Linked DNA regions of Sorghum bicolor: region 2 is linked to region 1. The links are chromatin contacts, called in public HiCAR-type maps. All regions are on one chromosome and are shown on one strand. Each heading gives the region's core, a stretch centred on a gene start, on an enhancer-like site or on the middle of the called end of the contact. The rest is flanking DNA. Distances are from core to core; before and after follow the strand shown. Region 1 holds the start of LOC110434916 (ORM1-like protein 3). Region 2 holds the start of LOC8076045 (DNA-directed RNA polymerase III subunit RPC10).

Region 1 (4,970 bases), core at 1,691-4,190:
TTAGGATGTTTTTACTTTTATGGCGCGTTCTCGGCTGACAGTCTTTGTGTGTTGGTGGTTTTACAGGCAAACAAGAACGTGACGAGAATGGATATATTTTTATCGCTTGTTCAGTTACTGCAGCAGAACAGCCTCAATCGATCTTCGGATCAGCTAACTAAGGTCATGAACAATGGCATTCTATCTTTTGCGGAGCACCAACAACCTCCTGTATCAATTCCGGTTGGCCTTGCTGGGAGATAGCAATTGCCACAAATAATTCTTGTAGACCATATTTCAACAAATGTTAATGGATAAAGCTTGGAGCTCTGATTAGTGCTTGGTGATGGCCTTCAAGTGTTGATAGAAGTGACAACTGATAAGGATGTAGCAAACACACATTGCGGTGTCTGAAGAAAATTCAGTTAGAAGATGTACAGATTCTCATGTAATGGGTTTAGGAACATTGATGTTCTCGCTTGTAATTTGGACACTGGTGTGAGGTTGCTTATTATGTTGTTTAGTTGGTGTGAGGTTGCTTATGTTATTGTGTCAAAAAAACAATATCAACACATTATTTGGTGCAAACGTAAAAGCTGAACGCCTAGGGAAGACTCGGCAACTACGCCCCTAGTGGGCTTAGCGTCACATTCAGTCCAAAACCCGGCCCAAGAAAAGAAAGAAAGCGGGAGGCGGAAGTAGATGGCGGCATAGCGCTGGCCACGTACTGCCCGGAATCCTCTCTCGTAGTTCCAAAAAGTTTTTAGTTCTGATCAAAAAAAAAAAGTTTTTAGTTTTAACTACTATAGTAATTTTATTTTATTTAATAATTAGTATTTAATCATAAATTAATTAAGTTTAAAAGATTTGTCTCGTGATTTATAGACAAACTGTTCAATTTAGAAGATTCGATGTGAAGGGTAAAGAAATTTTAGGTGTGAAACTAAGGGCATGTTTGGTACAGCTCACAACATACCAAACACTTATTTCTAAAACAACTTCATGGGTGAAGCTGTTTTTCTTCTCTCATAGAGACATGAGTTGGGATTAAGCTGAAAAAATGTACCTTATTGCAGCTCTCTCCCTCATTTCTCTCTCTCATCTATGCATGAAGTAGTTGGTGAAGTTATTTTACCAAACACTTTATCCAAAACAGCTCAGCTTCATCTAGAAAGTTACTCATAAAACTATTTTCTAAAAAAACAACTTTACTAATGTGCCAAACAAACCATAAACAAGACCTGAATCTGTCACCCCCGTGGCCACTGGTGGTGAGGACCGGGACATGAGGAGGAAGACGATGATGCTCTCACTACCACTTGAATGCATCGGTGGTTTAGACTAATGTTTTATTTGCACTGTACTGAATATCAACGCATTGCCCGAATCCTGGTGGCAGTCAGAGTCCAGGAACCGGTCCAGAAATTGACCTAGACTAGTCTCCATAGTCCGTCCCACCGTTATGGAACGAAGCCGTATATTTTTAGTGTCGCTTGCGGCTGGCCCTTCTTGACTCTATCAACCGGCTGCGGTTGACAACTTTGCCTGGCAGAAGAGGAGGGAGCAGACTCGAATTCTTGATGACACTAGGCCTCGGCGACTACCGAGACTGGCCTGACAGTTAGACACAACTATCTAATCTAAATTATAAGGCGTTTTGATGTTTCTAATTCATAGCATTTGCTATATAACGAGACATAATATATATATTTAAGTATATAACAAAAGTTATAGAAAAATCAAAACATCCCTTAATCAAAACATCCGCTGCCCACGGCCTTCGACTCGAAACAGTTAATGATCCCTCCTTTTCAAGTGATAAGATTTTTTTGTAATATATACTTTTTACTATGTACTTAGACATATATGTAGAGATATATAATAAAAATAATGTATCTAAAAAAATCAAAATATCTTATAATTTAAAATAGATGTAGTATAAGGTTTAGATTCTAAGAATGACATATATTGAGTTTTTGGTAATCAAGATGGTTTCAAAACGAAAATTTATAAAAATATAAAGTTGTAGTTCTATCGTTCTCTAAAATCTTGATCCGAGCTCGTATGGATTTTTTTTAAAATTTTTAAAGCACGTCAAAATTAACAGCAAGAAAGAAATTACATCCGTTCACTTGGACATATGAATTAGCATGGGTGTATTAATTCTGTAATTTCTGTTGGGACTATTTATTTTTTTGAAAGATGAATTTACAATAAAACATTTATAAATATAAAAATTCTATTACCAATGCGTCTGTGCCAGCCTCGGCCCCACGCAATAAATTCACACATAAGGCTGTCTCCAACAGGAGACTTATTTGGGAACCCAAATCTAAAATGGGTCTCCAACACAATAACTATAGTCTCCAACAGAGTACCTATACAGAAAACCCATTTTGGGTATCAGGAGAGGCATAACCCAAATTTGGGTATCCTCTCTCCTCGAGACACATTTGCAGAGAGTGTTGTCTTTTAGATCTTGTTGTTGGAGAAGATTAAAAATAGTTATGGAACCTTTTACCTGTAGCGCTACCCAAAGGACAAATAGGTCTTGTATTTTGGGTGATGATTGTTGGAGATAGTCTAATATACAAACAAAACTCTACAATTTTTTAGCCAAATATTTGCTACTATTATATATGAATTTATTGCTAAATATTACTCCAAATATATAACAAACAAACAAAACTCTTCAAATTTTTTACGCCAGGGGCAGAACAGTCTTTTTATTGTTCATTTAACACCGTTAACTACTGAAAACAGACGGAAGCCCGTAGAACTAATAAAAATTTATTTCAAGATTAAGTTCAAAAATAAAAAAAGAGCCATTTTTTTTCAAGCCCATACGAGTAAATCTCTCCTCGTTAAAACAGGCCGAAACCGTGCCCGGCCCACGAGAGCCCATAATCAGTCGCCTCCCTCCATCTTTGACCCAGTCGTCCGTGACGACGTCGTGTTTTCTTCCTTGGGCAGTCTCCTCTCCACGCGCCCGCTCCTGTTCGCCGTCCTCTTCCTTCCTCCATCTCACCCGTCCCTCTCACCGCCTCGTTAATTTTTCGCCCCCATCTTTGAACGCCGCGGCTCCAACCTCCCTCCCTCCCTCCCTCCTCGTCCCCTCCGATCCCGCACCTATAAATCCCGCCACCGCAGCCGCCACAGCGGACCGCAAGCACGCAACCACACAGCTCGTTGCTGCTCCCGTCTGTCCCCCCACCGTGTCCTGCCGTTCTCCCGTCGCCGGGGGCGGAAGGGTTCGTCGAGGCCGGCGGGCCGGCGATTAGGGATTGCTCGGGAGCCCCGGGATGGCGAAGCTGTACGTGCAGGCGTTCCCGCCCGCGGATCTGAACAAGAACACCGAGTGGTTCATGTACCCGGGCGTCTGGACGACCTACATCCTCATCGTCTTCTTCTCCTGGCTCCTCGTCCTCTCCGTCTTCGGCTGCACCCCTGGCACCGCGTGGACCGTCGTCAACCTCTTCCACTTCGCGGTAACCGCCTCTTCCGATTCCTCTCAAGCCCCAAGCCGTCCCCTCCCGCCTCGTACGTGCGTGCGGAGTTCCCATTTGCTGCTGAAATTCTGATCATGGATCTGAACCCCTCCAGAGGCTGTAAACAATGCTTCGGTCCGTCCAGCGCGGGCGTTAATGTGCTGATGCTATCTGCGTACAAAGCTTTGCTTCGTGCTCCCTCAATTGGACTGATAGGACATCCAATATATAGATAGGAGTTAGTTTCGGTGCGTCCACTTGGCAGAATTGCTTCACCAAAATTCGCGTAAAGTTGAACATTGGCTGCTAGCTTATATGAATTTCAGGATACTTCAGCATTCAAGTTTGGTTAGTTCTGGTGACCATATAGCTAACAACAGAACCATATATTTTTTTGTGTACATCAATCGGGTAAAGCATATCGTATACAAGCATAGTTCGTAAATTTGTAATGTCTGAAGGCCAAATAACACGAATATCAGCACCGATGATGTTGCTACATGTTTTGTTAGCTTGCCTAGTAGTATGTACTCTGACATATCACTTTTAGTATGTTTTTGCCTCAGATAACGAATTCCTCATTATAGGATTAATAACATTGCAAATTGATCTCAGGACTCTCACTTTGTTAGCCTATATGTGTTTTTAATGTTCCCTATCTTCATTGAAACTAAAGCAAAGGGAACATATTAGGTACTGTTGGTACAGGGTTTGGTTTCTTGAATTTTCCTGTACTATCTGTTAAACATGTCTCTAAGCAACTTTGTCCAAATAACACTTGCCATCTGGAATGTGAATCCTATTTTTCAGATCACATACCACTTTTTCCATTGGAAGAAAGGAACACCTTTTGCTGATGACCAGGGAATGTACAACGGATTGACTTGGTGGGAACAAATGGACAATGGCAAACAGCTTACTCGCAATAGGAAGTTCCTCATTGTTGTTCCTGTAGTCCTGTAAGTGCTGCCCATCGTATTTCTCTGTTCAATTTCATTTTCATTCTCTATGGCTATGTTTAGGAGAAATATTATGTGATACTTACACTCAAAATGTTTTGTCGACCCAGAACGCAATATCATGAGAGATATTTGAAACCGCTAAACGACTCCCTCTGTCCAGAAACGATAGTCGTATTCGACTAGAAGAAAAGTCCAAGTTTATAATTTTGATCAGTAGTTAGTCAAATTATATGCAAGTTTAGAGCATAAAAACTTGCATCAATAGATTTGCATTCAAAGTACCTCTGAGATGATATTAATTTTTCTATCAATTGACTACATATATGAGAAATCGAGGTTAGAATCTAATTTGTATGACTTTTCCTCTGGTCAAATATGACTACCATTTCTGGACAGAGGGAGTATAGTATATGGTTATGTTCCATTAATACTAAATGACAGGTATAGTTTCTTTCAATTGTATTAGATCATGCATATAAGTATTCTGTTTTTTGTAGCCTAATCCTTGTTCTTTTTTTCCCCCTTTTTCGCAACTGCTGAA
Region 2 (4,970 bases), core at 681-3,180, 60 kb before region 1:
GAGCTTGATCAAACACCAGATGTACCTCAAATGATGGCTGGTGCTGTCGCACCACCTAGGCAAATAAAGCCACAGAGAGCTGAATATTGTTCAGAAATAGAGCTTGGAGAATCGCAATGGATAAACTGTGACATTCGGAACTTCAGGATGGACATCTTAGGACAGTTTGGAGTAATTATGGCTGACCCCCCTTGGGATATTCATATGGAGCTACCATATGGCACAATGGCTGATGATGAAATGAGGACGCTTAATGTTCCAGCTTTGCAAACTGATGGTTTGATTTTTTTATGGGTCACTGGTCGTGCCATGGAACTTGGGCGTGAATGGTAAGTTTTCTGTTTTTGAACCTTTTTTTTTAGCTTTACTGTGACAACTAACAATATGTTTTATCCAACAAGATCTCAATGTCTGTTGAAGGGTTTTGATTCCATGCTTCATAAAATCATATCATATACTTGTTACTCAATGTAGATGATATGTGCCATATTGACAAAAATCATTACAACTTTTAGAAATGTTCCTTTACTCTTTGGTGTGCACTTTATTACAGCACAATGTCTTTATTTTTTTAGCTCCTCTTCTGATCTTTTTCTAGACCAATGGCCCTCTAGAGTCTCTAGATGTTACTTTCTGCATTTGGAAACCTGATATCTTTAATCTATTCACTGTGGCTTTTTTTTTTTCAATCCTCAGTCTGGAGTTGTGGGGTTACAAGCGTGTTGAAGAAATTATCTGGGTGAAGACCAATCAACTTCAACGTATCATTCGAACTGGCCGCACTGGCCATTGGTTGAATCACAGCAAAGAACATTGTCTTGTTGGAATAAAAGGAAACCCTTTAGTGAACAGGAATATAGATACCGATGTTATTGTTGCTGAAGTCCGTGAAACAAGCAGAAAACCTGATGAGGTATTAAATCTTTATTTAGCTACTATATGTTGCTTGCAAAAGCATTGTTTGATGCTTGCCTTTCCTCCAACAAAATTGCATATATCCCAAGGCAAAACTGAAAACTTAAGATTTTATTGCCTTTTGAAATGTGCCATTCAAGAACAGGATTGATGTTTCAAATCTGCCTTGTGCAGATGTACGCAATGCTAGAACGAATTAGCCCAAGGACAAGGAAGTTGGAACTGTTTGCAAGAATGCATAATACACAAGCTGGGTGCGGACTAATCGTTGCCTCTCTTCTTGGCCAAGTTTTCTGTCTCATTCTAACCAGATGCACACTATTATATTTCAACTTACATTTTTCTCCTGGGCAGATGGCTTTCACTGGGTAACCAATTACAAGGGGTAAGGCTTGTTGATGAAGGGTTGAGAGCAAGGTACAAGGCTGCTTACCCCGATGTTGAGGTCCAGCCACTGTCTCCTCCCAGGACAAGCGCACCAATGGATGTTGACCAAAGTAGTTCACAGAAGGCTGCTGCGCCAGATGGTGGCGAGAGGCCCGCCTGATGCTTGCAAACTTATTTGCAAGTCACCGTGTCAGGACCCACTACTGATCATATAGTTTTCATCACTGTTAGCGTTACCCCTGTTGTAAAATTAGGCAGCTCAGTTGTATTTGGTTACTGATGAGGATCGTTTCATAAGTATATCATGTGAAAGAAAATTGCACTGTAACAGCCCCAGCAAAATATTGCCACCAATGTAATCAGGGCCTATCTTGTCTTGTTTTCCAAATTCCAAGTGCATGTGTATGTCCAAAAATTGAAAGGAAATCTGCTTCTCTTTTGTGGGGGCAATAATCTTATTCCAAGTGCATATGTATGTCTAAAAATTGATAGTGTCCTCCCACGGCCCATCTTTTTGACACTCATGTTGCTCACCGGCCCATGATGTCATCGCCTGAGAGATCCGTCCAAAGTTCCAAACAACCCGGGCCAAGCCCAATAAGCCAGGGTTTTTGTCTCCGCCTCTCCGGAAAGGAAACCCCGACTATTCGGCGGGGGCACGCTGACGTCTGGAGCTCGGCGGCGGAGAAGGGCGGCAGGGGGAGGGCGATGGAATTCTGCCCGGTGTGTGGGATGCTGCTGCAGATCGATCCGGGCACCGCAAGCCACCGCCTGCGCCTCTTCTGCTCCGTCTGCCCCTACGTCTGCCCCATCCAGAACAAGGTCCATCGCCCAGTACCTCTTCCTCGCTGCAACCATTTTCTGTCTCGTTGCTCCCTGTCGTTCTGTTGCCTCGAATCGATCTGTGTCTGATGCGGTTCCTTTTTTCCTTCGTGGCGCCGCAGATTGTGAAGAAGGCGAGGTTGGTCAAGAAGGAGGTGGAGCCCATCTTCAGCACGGCGGACGAGATGAAGTCGGCCCCTAAGACCGCAGGTGAGCTATCCGCCCTGCTCTTCGTTACTCTGCTCAGTTTTCCGAAGTATGATGCGGTTCTTTCCCTAGGCGATTGCTTTGTTGTCTATTTGTTAACCATTGGGCATCGTTGGCATCATCTCTGAACTCTGGCCTTGAAGTTTTGAGTCAAAGCAAGTCAATACTATTGTAGTAGTGCTGAGTTTTGTTTTTTCTTTACGTCCCCCACCGGTTTCCATTAAGAAGAACTTCTCACGCAGCTCGAAAAAACCCCCGAACCCTGGCCCCACCCATATACAGCGGCACCTGCATCCCCGTGAGACGGGACGGCCACAGACCTGTACTTTGGAGTGGGACAAGCGAGGGGATTTTTATTACCCCCAGGCCTGAAAATTCGCCCCCAAGGGGGATCGAACTCAGGACCTGAGGGGTGCCGCCGGAATCCTCTAACCAGATCAGCTAGAGGTCCTTTGGCTTAAAAAAGAATACATCCAAAGCAAGAGAAGATGGGGTGAGACATTGTGTCGATCAACATCTTGCCTCTGCTGTGCGTGGCGCCATGTCTTCTTCATCTTGCTTCATATCCTCCTACTCATCTTCCTCCTCAGATCCAGGGAAACTGGATAGAGGGTTTGCTCGGTGAGGAAGGAGTCAACATCACTGGTATGGAAGCAGAAAATGCCGGTGGATGGACAGCATTCCTCCCGCTCCTGAGCTGGCGAAGTCTGAGCCACAGTGTCCAGTGGAGACAATGACCGAATCGTTTTTCTTTTTGGAAGGAGAAGGGGAAGGGGAGAGGGGGGGGGGGGTGAGAGAGAGATGGTGAGATGATAAGATCAAAGCATATCATGTTTCTTACTAGCTTCATCCTGCCCACTTTTAGTTTTCAAACTTAAATCAGATTAGGTATTGTATCTGCTGAGTGCAGATAAGAAACCTGAAACCTTAAAATTTTGTGTTAAAAAATATTCACTACTTATCAAGGATCAAGGAGTATTAAATCAGATGTTTTTAGGAAATATTCAAATCAGATGTTTGAAACATTTTTGTTGTGACATGCTGCAAATTTTCTTGGAGATACCTATTTATTAACATAAGATCACAATGTTGGAATGTCATGCTTGCAGTCTTAGTTGTTACTGTCGAAATGTTGGAATGTCATGCTTGCAGTCTTAGGTGGTGTGGTGACTGGTGATCTAATAGGGCATGTACCTGTCATCGCTTGCATGATGGAAGAAATAATTCTTCTAGAAAATGATTTTGAAGGGCAGACAGATAGCATATTATGTGATGCAATATCCATAATTCACTAGTGATTGTTGCTATACAGAGGAAGCCTTCTCTTAGACACATCACACATCTAAGTAACTTCACTTTTTATCTGTGACCTGAGCTGAACAAGTGATGTGCCAACATAACACACCAAGTACATTCACTAAACTTGATTACTAGCCCCGTACCCAAGTTTGCCACAGTGGAGGCATATTGTTTGAAGTTTGAACAATTTGTGAAATCAGATTGATAGCCTAACTCTTATACGATATAACCACATGGATGGACCTTTTTCTTCATGAAAACGGTGGGGAAGTAACTACCTTTGTATCTGCTTTAGATTACTTTGTGGCCTGGACCTGGATGCATGTATATATACATGATAATGTGCAAAACCATATTCTGCTAAAGTGCATTCACTAAACTCGCAGTTACATGCCAAAGATGCAATCATGGAGAAGCATACTTCAAGCAGATGCAGATTCGATCAGCTGATGAACCGATGACAACAATATACAGGTGTTGCAAAGAGGAATGCCAGCATGAATGGAGAGAGGACTGATCTTAACATTCACGCTTTGCTTACACTACGCTCCCTGTGCTTCTTCAGTTTTTGAGTGTTGATATGTCCTGTTGCACATGTAATGCTTCTTTTAATCAGCGTGTACCTATGGCATCGCTTTTTGGTTGCTAGAGACATTTCATGTTGCGCTTAGTAGGTCAATCTTAACGGAAAGTTTCATTAAGTTTCCAAGAGTGACACATTTTTAGAGTTATTTGTGATGATGAACGTTCTATGCATAGTTTCAGTTTTGTTGTTTAATAGGCTACTTAAAACATTTAATGTGTGATTGGGTAAACTTATGTCCCTCATGCTAGTGTGGAACAGTTTCCAAGTTTAAAAAAGAGTGTACACCCAGTTTCATAGATGAAATCTATCTCTACTCTCTCTTCATAATTTTAGTGCCATGCCATCAAATTTACTTCATCGTAATTTACGTGCCATGTCATCAAATATACTTGTGTGGCTGGCACCCCGTTTAATGAGAATGGAACCCCAATTTAAATTGACCTTACACTACTAGCAGTGAAGCGTTTTGGAATGTATGTGCTTCAGTTCTGGTTTGGTGACTTCAACGCGCTGCCTACCGTTGGTACTTGGTAGCGTGGGTAATTTACTAAGGCCTTGTTTAGTTCCCAAAAAAATTTGAATTTTTTTTTAAATTTCCCGTCACATCGAATCTTTAACCGCATGCATGGAGTATTAAATATAGACGAAAATAAAAAGTAATTGCACAGTTTGGTCGGAATTGACGAGACAATCTTTTGAGCCTAATTAGTCTATGATTGGATAATATTTGTCAAATACAAACGAAAGTGCTACA

Evidence for each region. HiCAR-type assays count read pairs that join an accessible place to other places.
Region 2: a contact with region 1 is called in a HiCAR-type map of leaf, with 3 times the contacts expected there. The contact joins the promoter of LOC8076045 here to the promoter of LOC110434916 in region 1. A contact is called at or near these places in 1 of 4 Hi-C or Micro-C datasets (leaf mesophyll) and 1 of 1 datasets of contacts at active chromatin or transcription factors (leaf).

The regions. Positions count from the first base shown.
Region 1 is chr4:62,676,004-62,680,973 of Sorghum_bicolor_NCBIv3, reverse strand. LOC110434916 (ORM1-like protein 3) reads left to right here and starts at 2,940. Exons shown (of 3, transcript XM_021459896.1): 1 at 2,940-3,467; 2 at 4,278-4,426. The coding sequence starts at 3,282. LOC8076042 (transcription factor bHLH157) reads left to right here. Exons shown (of 10, transcript XM_002454446.2): 10 at 67-567. The coding sequence ends at 243.
Region 2 is chr4:62,734,879-62,739,848 of Sorghum_bicolor_NCBIv3, reverse strand. It overlaps LOC8076045 (DNA-directed RNA polymerase III subunit RPC10), which reads left to right and starts at 1,930. Exons shown (of 3, transcript XM_002454447.2): 1 at 1,930-2,124; 2 at 2,247-2,334; 3 at 4,017-4,456. The coding sequence starts at 2,011. The coding sequence ends at 4,147. It overlaps LOC8073912 (probable N6-adenosine-methyltransferase MT-A70-like), which reads left to right. Exons shown (of 7, transcript XM_002454448.2): 4 at 1-329; 5 at 697-913; 6 at 1,090-1,169; 7 at 1,270-1,760. The coding sequence ends at 1,462.